Regions from separate parts of the Pan troglodytes genome. Here region 1 is linked to region 2. A link is a contact called in public Hi-C data. All regions are on one chromosome and are shown on one strand. Each heading gives the region's core, a stretch centred on a gene start, on an enhancer-like site or on the middle of the called end of the contact. The rest is flanking DNA. Distances are from core to core; before and after follow the strand shown. Region 1 holds the start of FOXO1 (forkhead box O1). Region 2 overlaps LOC104004361 (a long non-coding RNA gene).

Region 1 (5,366 bases), core at 567-3,066, 470 kb after region 2:
CCGCCACCGCCCGCGCCCGCCCCCGCCGAGGGTCACACTTGAACTTTAGCTCGCCCCGCGCGGCCAGGCGCCGGCGCTCCGCAGGCGGTGGCCGCCCCTTCGCACGTGTCGGAGGCACCACCTCGGGCTCGGGACGCCGGGCCCCCGGCACTCCAGGCCACTCCGGAGAAAACCAAAACAAAGCAAAATGCGCACCGCCTCCAGAAACTGCCCGACCGGCCCTGCACCGTCCCCGGCCGGTCGCGCCCTGCCTGTCCCCTCCACCTGCAGCCCGGTCCCGGGGCAGCGAGGCTCCGGGGCCCCTCGCCGCGCCCTCCCCCGCCGCGCCCGGCGGAAACAGCTCCGCGGCGCGGCCGGAGAGAACCCGCCCTCCCCCCGCGGAGGTCCGGGAGGGAAGGGGCAGCCGAAGCAGTCGGCGCGGGCCGGGGGTTGCCGCTCCCAGCGAACCCCTTTCTCCTTTCACTGGCAAACTTTTCGGCCTAGCTCTGACGTCCACTTCTTGGCGCACTTTCTTTACTTAGTTCCCCAACGAGCCCCTTTCCGCGTCCCACGCGAACTCCTGACTGGCGCGCACGCACACCTACTGCCGTCCCCGACCGGACCCAGGCGAGGCCACTGCGACCACCGCTTCTCGCCCGCCCTCCTGGGAACGCGCTGCCCTCCTGCTCCGCACCTTCAGGCCGAGCAAACCTGCACAGCTGCGCCCTCGCCTGACCCACCGCGCCCCTAAGGTCCGGCCGCGCGCCGAGTCCACTCACCTTCCAGCCCGCCGAGCTGTTGCTGTCACCCTTATCCTTGAAGTAGGGCACGCTCTTGACCATCCACTCGTAGATCTGCGACAGCGTGAGCCGCTTCTCCGCCGAGCTCTCGATGGCCTTGGTGATGAGGTCGGCGTAGGACAGGTTGCCCCACGCGTTGCGGCGGGACGAGCTGCTCTTGCGCGGCTGCCCCGCGAGCGGCCCAGCGGCGGCGGGGGGCACTGGCGGGTGCTGCGACAGCGGCCCGGGCGGCGGGGGCTGCGGTGGCGCTGGGTGCAGGCAGCCCGCCTCCGGGCCCTGGAAGTCCCCGCACAGCCCCCCGGTGGCGGCCGCGGCGGCCGCCGCCGCCACCGCCGCCGCCACGGAGCCGGGCGCCTGCGGGAAGTCTTCGCTCTCCTCCAGCAAGCTCAGGTTGCTCATGAAGTCGGCGCTGACAGCGGCAGCCGAGGCCGAGGGCAGGCCCGCCGCGGCGTCGGGGTTGGCAGCCGCGCTGCCCGACGGTGCCGGGCTGGAGGTGGCCGAGTTGGACTGGCTAAACTCCGGCCTGGGCAGCGGCCAGGTGCACGAGCGCGGCCGGGGCAGCGGCTCGAAGTCCGGGTCGATCTCCACCACCTGAGGCGCCTCGGCCATGGTGACCCCCGCCCCTCCCCCAGCCGCAGGAGAGCCAAGAGGGGGAGAACGCAGCACTGGGGGCGGACGGGGAGGGGGCGCGAAGGGACGGTCCGAGATTTGGGGGAACGAAGCCGGTGCGGCGAGCGGACGGAAACTGGGAGGAAGGCGCGGCGGAGTGGAAGCGCGAGCCCAGAACTTAACTTCGCGGGGCCATCCACATCGAGGCTCCTCGGGGTCCGCCGCACGGACTGGACGGCTGGCCAGAGCCGCCGGGCCGGGGCAGAGCCTGCGCCGCGCTGCAGCTGACAGGGCCGCGGACGGAAGGACGGACGGACGCCGCGGGCCGCTTGCTCTCCCCAGCGGCGCGCCCGCTGCGCTGCTGCCTGTTGAATGTGGCGGCTGCGGCAGCAGCTGCTGCGACTACCAGGCCGCCCGACTTACGGGATCTGCCGCCGCCCCCCGCCCGCGGCGGCGCGCGCGCCGGCCCGCCCCTGACCGACAGCCCGCGCGGCCAATGGGCATGCGGCACCGCCGCCCGGGCAGCCAGTGGGCGCCGGGCTGGGTGGGGCCCGGTTTTCCACGGGGAGGCGGCGGTGGGCTGGTGGGGGGTAGTGGGGTGTTTTTCTCTTTCACACACTCACCTCCTTTTTTTTTTTGGATCTCTATTATTTTCTGGTAATTCTCGAGTGTTTCTGTGATTCTCTCGCCGTCTCAGTGTTTTGATTGCTAGGAAGCAAACCAGCGTGGAGGCGGCGGCGACACTTTGTTTACTACGGAGCAGCAGAGCCGAGTACTCGGGAAGCCCGGGTGGGAGGAGGCGCTCGCTGCTCCCTGACCTCCGCTGCGGGCCGAGCCCGGCGGGCTGGCAGGGCAGGGGGCCGAGGGCCGGGGGCGCGGGGTGGGCGGGCGGAGGCGGCCGCGCGGAATTCTACTCAATCACTCCCTCCTGGCTCCACCCACGATGTCTTTGCTGAACGACGTGGGGAATCGGTGGGTTTTGTTTTGATTTAATGTTTTCTTTCGCTGCGATCTGTCAAGTCCTCCGGCCCCCTCGCGAGCGGCACACGCCCCCCACCCCCGGCGCCGCGGCTCCTGCAGTCGAGTCCGCGCCGAGGGACCCTTCTCCGTGCCCACCGGTCCGCACCCCCGGGCTCAGCCTGTGCCATTCGGTCTAGCCAGAGGCGCGTCACCCAGCCGGCAGCCCCCAGCCGGATTCACTGTATTCTTGACCTTTTTTAAAATGCTAGAAATGAGGAACAGGGGCTCCGGCGCGGGGAGGAGATTCTCTGGCCTCCCTGAACACACGAATCCAAAGGCACCCGCGACCGCATGCCCTCCGTGGGAACCACTTCCCCTGGGCGGGAATCTCCCGCTCCGTCCACTAAGTCCAGGGCCGGCAGCGAAGGGCTCAGGAGCGCAGTTAGCGAGAACCAGGTCATTTTATTACTTATCCCTAATTAAATTTAGCTGTTTGTTATTTCTTTTTTATTTGCAACGGAAGTGATCGGGTGTTAAGTAAAAACGCAAGGGGGGCGGGAGATAGGACCAAAGCCTTGGGGCGCAGCCTGCCCCACCCCCAAGTTCCTTGAGGCTACTTGCTGTGTGTGTCAGTCAACCCCCCACCCACACCCCACCTTTCCTCATCTGGGCTGCAGGTCCAGGACATCCTGTCAAGGATCAGTGGGGCCAAAGGTGGGAAGATAATGGCCCTTGTGTCTCAAGCAGAAGAAACAGTTTTCCAGTTTTGTTTTGTTATGCTTTTGCTTTTTTAGGAAGAATATGGAAGGCATTTCCTTTTAGAAAGATGGGACCACTTGGGATGGAAGATGGACAGTAGGGTTTTAAATATCTTGTCCAAAAGGACAGCTTCCAACTCTTTTGTTTTTTAATCCCTTTCTTTCTTACAAGTAATTCTGCAATGGAAAAAGTGGCATCTAGAGAAAATTAGTCAGTTGGACAAGAGGTTGTTGAAAAAATAAAAGAGAAAAGAGGGGGAAAAAGGAAAAATTAGGCCTCTTACAAAAGTTAAAAAGATTGAGAGAGATTATCTTTCTTCTTTTATATTCTCACTATCGTCTCTCTAGTCCGGGCTGTTTCTTCATAATCTATTTATCACAACAGCTTCTTGCTGATACTAGGCATGGGTGGGGTGGGGAGCGTGAGCCGGATGGATTGGGGACGGGCGGGGACTGGTTCCCACCCTGGTCTTGTGGTCTCTTCACGTTTACTATCAAATTTGGACAGTCTGGGCCTCCTCTGACAGCCGCTAGGGGACCTCAGTAACTCAGATGATGAGCTCAAAGGCAGGCCCCCAAAGTACAGCTGTTGCTTCCCCCCACCTTTCCAATTACACTCTGCAGAAGCAGCCCCCGATCCAGACAGCCGCACCCTAAAAATAGGCGGTGCCCTACTGGATCATTCTTGGCAAAGGAAGCCAGCTTCAAATTTGGCCTTGCCTTCATTTCTATTCCGGTTTTTCAGGGCGTCAGAGAATATTTATTTGGTTAAAGGAGTCTTCCTACAGACTTTCCCCAAATCCTTGAAATCTTTGAGGCTCTCCTGCCCAATTGTTTCTTCAAATGTCATAGTTTACTTTTATTTGGTCTTTCTTTAAAAAAATTGATGAGGCAGGCACAGAGAACCTATAACACCAATGTCCCTGACACATAGGTCCAAAAAATTAAAAATATATATTGAAGGGTTTTTACAGCTAACCACCACACTGTTGTATCTAAATATCAATTTACTGAACCCCAGGATGTTGGTGAATATTTCACTTGTTTCCAGTCTTTAGCTATCATAGACTATTCTGTAAGAAATAACCTTGCAGGGAGGCCGAGGCGGGCGGATCATGAGGTCAGGAGATCGAGACCATCCTGGCTAACACGGTGAAACCCGTCCCTACTAAAAATACAAAAAATTAGCCGGGCGTGGTGGCGGTCGCCTGTAGTCCCAGCTACTCGGGAGGCTGAGGCAGGAGAATGGCGTGAACCCGGGAAGCGGAGCCAAGATCGCCCCACTGCACTCCAGCCTGAGCAACAGAGCGAGACTCCGCCTCAAAAGAGAAAAAAAAAAAAGAAATAACCTTGCATAACTTAATTTCATATCTGTACAAGTATATATACAGGAGCAATTTCCAGAAATGGGAGTCACTGGGTCAGCAGGTATACCCATTCGTAGTTTTGAAAGGCACAGCCAAATTGCGCTCCACAAGGGTTATATCAAGCTAAACTGTCTTTTCCATTAGACCCACAGAACGTTAAACTTGAAAGTAAACTCGGAGATCACCTTGGTGACCCCCTTTAACTTAGAAAAAGAGAGGTGCAGAGATGCTGATTTGCCCCAGCTCACATAATAAAAGTGGTGATGCCAGGGCTATAGCTCTAATTTTTTGCTTTCCCATTAGTAACCTTCTCAAAACACAGATGGAAAATTATAAATATCCTGTAATCCCACTATGGCAATAACCATTGTAACTTCGTAGTGTATTTCCTTCCAGTCAACCCGCAGATCTTAGTAATCATAGTTAGGTGAACTCCACTGAACCAAATAAAGGTTTGAATTAAAAGAACAAATAGGCCGGGCACAGTGGCTCATGCCTGTAACTCCAACAGCTTGGGAGGCCGAGGCAGGTGGATCACCTGGGGTCAGGAGTTCCAGACCAGCCTGGCCAACATGGTGAAACCCCATCTCTACTAAAAATACAAAAATTAGCTGGGCGTGGTAGCAGGTGCCTGTAATCCCAGCTACTCAGGAGGCTGAGGCAGAAGAATCCCTTGTACCCCGGAGGTGGAGGTTTCAGTGAGTCGAGATCACACCACTGCTCCAGCCTAGGCGACAGAGTGAGACTGTATCTCAAAAAAATTAAAAAATTTTAAAAAAATAAATAAAAAATAAAAGATCAAGAAAACAGACATAAAACAATGATAGTGGTAATAAGATAATGAAAGAAGAGATTACAAAAGAAGTTTTTCTGTTTTTTTTGTTTTTGTTTTT
Region 2 (5,820 bases), core at 2,411-4,910:
ATGGAATGAGGAATAGTGAGCAGCACAGGTCATGAGAGCATAGCTCTGTCTTGGCTGTTTTCACCGGAGCAACTCACTTTCACCTGTTGGATGGCTGTCCCGCATCACTGGCCTGTAAGCTCTGGGAGAGAAGAGACCATAGTAACAGTAGCCATTATTTATTGAGCACCTACAATGTGCCAGGGCACTGTTCTAAGCATGTCTCTTGTATTATCTAATCTTCACAAAACCTTATGAGATAGGTAATATTATTAACTCCATTTAATAGGTGAGGAAACTGAGCCCCAGAGAGGCTGCGTAACTTACCTGTGTCACACATCTAAGACAAGTCAGGGCTGGCTGTGCAGACAGACGCTCTGACACCAGAGCCTGCCTTTAACCATGATGCTGTGCCACTCCCCATAGCACATGAATTAGCCACTTATTAGGTATATACTGAATAAAACAATGAATAAACATGGGAGGGTCACCAGGATCTAGAACTGGAAGGAGGTAAAGGATTATGAAAACTGAAAACAATCTTTGGATTTGCCATTTTAGGAGGATGTTGGTGGCATTCAAGAGAGCATGGTGGAGTCCTCTCTCTGTCCCCAGGTAAGGTGGGAGTGTCCAAGGCATCCTCAGCTCTTAACATAGTTCCTGGAACCCGGTCTGCACTCAGGGATACCTGCCAAGGCAGAAGGCCAAATTCCCCCCATGTTCCTTCCCAAGCCACCCACTGGCCCCTATGAAGGCTCTGGGAGTGACTGAAAAACTGGCATTTTTGGTTCTACAGAGACGTCAAAGAGAGGAAACGTTGAAGACAGAAACCCAAAACTCTCAGTTTATAACTTTGAACTGGGGCCGGGGAGGGGGGGTGGGGAATAGCTTTCATTGGCTACAGCTACCACATCAAAAATAAGTAAAACATGAGAACTGTGAACCACATGAAGAGAGAGCGCGCCAACCTCAGTGAATCTCTTAACACTTAAGACGCTTCTGGGTAGAACTGAAGCCTCCCAAATGAAAAACAAGCACCGTTGTTCTTTATGGTCCAAATCACTTCAAAAGAGACTTACAAGCCCAAAAAAGATAAAGCCCAGCTTAAACGTGCACCCCACCCCACTTCCTTGCTGGCTCCTTCCCCCATGCATTGCCAGAACCTGCTCCACTAAACAGCAGGGGGTGGGGGGAGGGAACAGACAGAAGAGACGAAGGCCCTGGCCACCCTCTGTGCGTGACTGCCACCTGCGTATTGCAGGGTCTGGGCCCCTTGAGGAGAGAGGTAGCACCGTGCTGCATGTCCGTGTGGCCCGCCAGCTGGATCAATGAGTTCAGCCGCACTCAGCTCCAGGAGGCTGCAGATTTCTGACTCAGATCTCAGCGAGTAGCGCTGACATCTATTACCCCAGAAAGAGATTGGATATTGGGCTTAATGGATTTTCTGTGTGTTCCTTTCTGACCATAGAGAGACCTCCCATAGAGACGAAATATGTCTACAAAAGGGTCACTGCCCTTGCAAGGAAAATGTGATCCCAGCACGGCCTGGCGTGTTCCTGGCGGCAGAAAGGTAAAGGAAAGCAGCAGAAACAGGCCAGCGCAGTGGGGTGCAAGCTGGTAGAAGCTCCACTCCACTGGGTGTAAGGGAAGTGAGCCGTGTGGAGGCGGCGCGAACAAGGGAGCATTCAAAGTCCCTTAACACTGGCGTTCAAGAGCCTTTGGGTGCTTATATTTAATTGTGGGTGTGTCTGGCATTTCTATAATTCACAACACATGAGGTCGCAGTGTGAGAACTCAAATCAGTAGGAGGTGGAGAGCAGTCCAGTTTCCCATCCCACTCCCGCACACTTAGCCCTCGCCCCCGACTCCAAGCTGGGGGCGACGGTCCAGATTCCCAGCTCATGAAAGCAGCCCAGGCGTCTGCCTAGAGGTCGCCTGCCTTCTCCTACCAAGAAGGAAAGGAGCACGGAGACAAACCGACTGACTCAAAAGCCCTTCTTTCCTAGGACTCCTGCCAGGACAGGAGGAGAAGTTGCGTCTGAGACGAGGAGAGGGCGGGAAGCCCTGCAGATGCCCCAAGCCCACTGAAGCCACAGGAGGGGAAGGGAGGAGGCTGCTGTGCTTTCTGTGTACCTTGTTCTCTGCCCAGAAGGGTCAGCACAGCCGGGCAGCCCCGAAACCCAGTGGAGGCTAAAGAAAGGAGGGCCCTCTCTCCTAGAGAAGGCTCAGTAGGCTCCCGAGGAAAGGGAAGGAGCAACTTTTTCCGTTTGACTTCAAGTAGGAGGGGGAAAGGGTACAGAATCAAAATGTATGGCACTTGCGATTCAGTTGGCTTATTTCTGAAAAAATTGGGGTAGATTGGGCGTCCAATGCACCGTAAGCGTTATGTGTGTTTGTAAACACACACGGGGGTGTACACAGGGGTAGGGGTCTTAGAGTAAAAAGGGAAAAGAAGGAAAGAAGCAGAGACTAGTTTACACATAAAAGTACATAAATAAGTTTACTTATGAAGACCATGGTTTCCCACTAACAGCCCCATCTTGGTAGCAGAATGGGACAAACTGTCACACACCCACAGTGAATTGTAAATAGCAGGGAATGGAAGGACAATGTTCATATGCATTGGATGTATAATAAGAATACATATGTGACCTACATATGTCTGTTTAATTAGGACAAGTGTCCATCCCTAGTGAAGATTGATTAGTCATTGTGACCTTGTTTTTGAAAGGATAATGAGAGCAGATGAGACTTTTGCTTTAACAAACTTACTTGGCCAAAATTTTAAAAGCTGGCAATTCTACCTTGCTACCAATCCTGATTGATTTGTTGTTGTTGTTGTTGTTGTTTTCCAACTTTACTTGCCTCTGATATTGAAATGTCTAGGAACTGTAACCTATGACATGGAAGTGCTATATAATTTGTTTTCAAATTTCAAGCCTCTTTAACTAATGTGGATTTTTATTAAGCAGTTGTTTGACATTCAATGTCAGATGGGTTACAAGGAAAGCTGATGTTTAGAAGGATGTACTGTGTGTTGGGCATCATCCCAGACTCTGTCTTTTAATTCGAGTCGCAAAACTTAAGCATCTTTGTATGGTAGATACGACTTAACCCAATATTTTTTCAAAAGAGAAACAAGTTTTATACCTTGCACAAAACCACAGGTGGTGAAGGCAGAATACAAACTGAGGGCCCGTCTGACTCAGAAGCCCATGATGTTTCCTATCCTATCTCCTCAGTTACCAAAAAGAGGTTCACAGCACTGGACCAGAGAGAGACCTTGGATGTTAACTCCACCAGCCTCTAATTTTGCAGAGAAGAATGCACTACAGCAGAGGTTAGGTTAATTGCCTAAGGCTTACTCAGTAAATTTGGTGATGTAGCTAAATTCATCACCAAATTTGGCTGCCACTCAGTCTCTAAATCGCTTGCCTGGTGTCCTTTCCACCCTCACCTCCACCCCTACCCTAGCCGTGCCCAGGCACTATCCATAGATGAAAAGAGACAGCCATCCTCAGCACCCTCCAGACCAGAGCAAGCTAAGAACAGTTGATGCCTCCCCAGAGCTCCTGACACAACTCCAGTGCTGTGGAGGAGGCCCATCCCACAGAGCTGCTGCAAGAAGAAGATGCTGGGAGCTGAGCTGCTCCCTGGCAATCGCCTCCAGGCCAGCTCAAGCCATGCTAAGGGATGGGGGTCATAGGGACAAAAGGGCATTGTGTGTGAGAGAGGGAGCGGGGAGGGAGTGTGGGGAGGAATGCACTGGCAATTTCTTCCTCTCCCAAAGCTTTCCTCGCCCAGCTGTCTCGTGGCAAAGGAAGGACCCTCCCTGGAGGGGCTGGCAGCCCACCATGGATGCCTGGAGACTGGAGCTGATTGATTGAGTTATTAGATTTCCTCCAAAGGATAGAGGGCTTCATTTAGCTGGCATTGTGTCACTTGCTACAATGGCCCCTGAGTATATAGACGCTGCCTTATGCCGTTCCCTTTAATTCCCTTCAAATAGGGACATTTAAAAAGAGTCCAATAACATTTTTCTGAAAGGAACCTCCACCTCCTTTTTTTAAAGAACAGAATCATTTGTTTCCAAAAGGGGGCCCTCCAAAAGAAGCTGGAGGAGCAGAAACCATTTTAATAGCATCTTCTCTTTGCTGAATTGTGTCTTCATTTTACACTGCGGCTTTATTCTCTGCCCCTTTGACACAGCCAGCTGCCTTTCACGTTCCAGCTCAGAAACAGGCTGGCTTCAGGCTGTAACAGGCACCAGCTTCCAAAGCCCTTTCTCCAGATGACTCACGTTAGCTTGTGTGAGCCTGTGAGCCCCACACCACAGCTCCCAGACCTTTGTTCCTTTGCAAAGTGCATTTAAGCTCCAAGTACTAAAACAGTGTCTACCTAAGTCTCCTGCCTTACAGTGGAGTGAAATAATTAATTACACAGTGGAGTGTCTGGTTCCTATCTTGTTCAGGTTCATCCTGTTATCAACTCAGCAGCTGGAGGAAGTGACATCACGTGCCCAAGCTCGGCTTTGAAGCTGGAGGTGCATACCAAGACACTGTATGTGGTACTGCACTCTGGCCAGGAAACATCACCCTTGGACCATCTGTTAAACTATTTAAAAAAAAAAAAAAAAGTTGGGACATCAGTTTCTTAACTAGAGTTTCAAATCCTATTGTTCAAATGGTGAAAAAAGCCTTTTGTGAATTCTGCTCTTAGCCTGGAAGGTTATAAAAGGAGTGAAGATAAGTTCCTGCAAGTGTCTTGAAAATTAAATCCTTTTATACAAAGTATAAATATATGTGGGGCTAGGTGGGGGGAATGCTCCACTGAGCAGGCTCCCATGTAACTAGTGAAGCAGATCCATTTAATGCTAGTCACCAGGATTTCTTTGCCCGAGTATTCCAAGCCCTGGTCTGGGGCTGCTTTTCTACTCCTATGAAAAAGTGCTTTATCAACTGCTTATCTCAAGTTTTTCTTAGTGAGTAACAGCTCTGGGAACTCTCTGTGTGGATCTGAACAGCATGCAAAATCATTTTACTTTTAAGACAAAAGACATTAGCTTCCTGTAGCTTTCTTAGCCATCTCTACCTCTCTTCCTTTCCCACCCACTTTTCCCTCCCCTCCCCTTCCTCCAACCCCCATGGCACTAAATAAAATGCTTAGAAAATGAAGGCCACAGCTGCCCTTTCTTCCCATTAAAACAATCAAGAATGATGGTGGGTTTAATATATTTGATTAGAGAAACTCCAATTTGGTGCACTTGAATCGGCTGCCTTTGTCTTCAGCTCCCGATGGCCCGATTTCAGTGGAATGTCCTCTGCTGTCCACTGCCAGCTCAGGCTGGGAGAAAATTCAGACGCTGAAAGCATTGGCTTGGCATGCTCAGAAACACGGTATTTATGCTGTAGAAGATGCCAGGCCCACTTCTTCCTAATCAGAGGGAGCGCCACTTCATTAAATCGTGGTCACTTACTGGTGACCCTCATAGTTGTAGCCCTGGGGGGCCTGTGGTACTCTTTAGCAATGTTAATTTTTCATGGATTTTATTGCTTTCCTTCGTTGATATTGGCTGTTGAAATTCCAGCCTGAATCCTGTTCAAACAACCCAGGAGATTCTGGTACCCAACTTGCACAGAGGAAGTTCAGAGAATAATAATCACATTTACATATGGAGTCTCTTTCATTCAAAGAACAAATAGAAAACTAATGGAAAATAAGAAAATGTGTCATCATTTCCCCACAAGGTGTTATTAAACAGGTTTGAAATATTGCCTGGGCAGCCCCAAACTTGTAGGGTACTTGAGAAGGAATTGATCTCATGGGGGGCTGGAGGCTTGG

Evidence for each region. Hi-C and Micro-C count contacts between places; a contact is called where the count stands out from the background.
Region 1: a Hi-C map of stem cell-derived neural progenitor cells shows a contact between it and region 2, with 4 times the contacts expected there. The contact joins the promoter of FOXO1 here to the enhancer-like site in region 2. A contact is called at or near these places in 1 of 7 Hi-C or Micro-C datasets (stem cell-derived neural progenitor cells) and 1 of 1 datasets of contacts at active chromatin or transcription factors (stem cell-derived excitatory neurons).

Annotation. Positions count from the first base shown.
Region 1 is chr14:39,763,419-39,768,784 of NHGRI_mPanTro3-v2.0_pri, forward strand. It overlaps FOXO1 (forkhead box O1), which reads right to left and starts at 1,817. Exons shown (of 3, transcript XM_522749.9): 1 at 759-1,817. The coding sequence starts at 1,388.
Region 2 is chr14:39,292,096-39,297,915 of NHGRI_mPanTro3-v2.0_pri, forward strand. It overlaps LOC104004361 (a long non-coding RNA gene), which reads left to right. Exons shown (of 4, transcript XR_677293.1): 3 at 1,448-1,549; 4 at 1,986-2,550. Among named protein-coding and RNA genes, the nearest start is that of FOXO1, 470 kb to the right of the region's middle. Within about 2 kb of position 3,661, at least 15 of the 24 cell types and tissues checked have an H3K27ac peak or open chromatin away from gene starts, as enhancers often do. A contact at or near this core is called in stem cell-derived excitatory neurons and stem cell-derived neural progenitor cells, where this site is marked.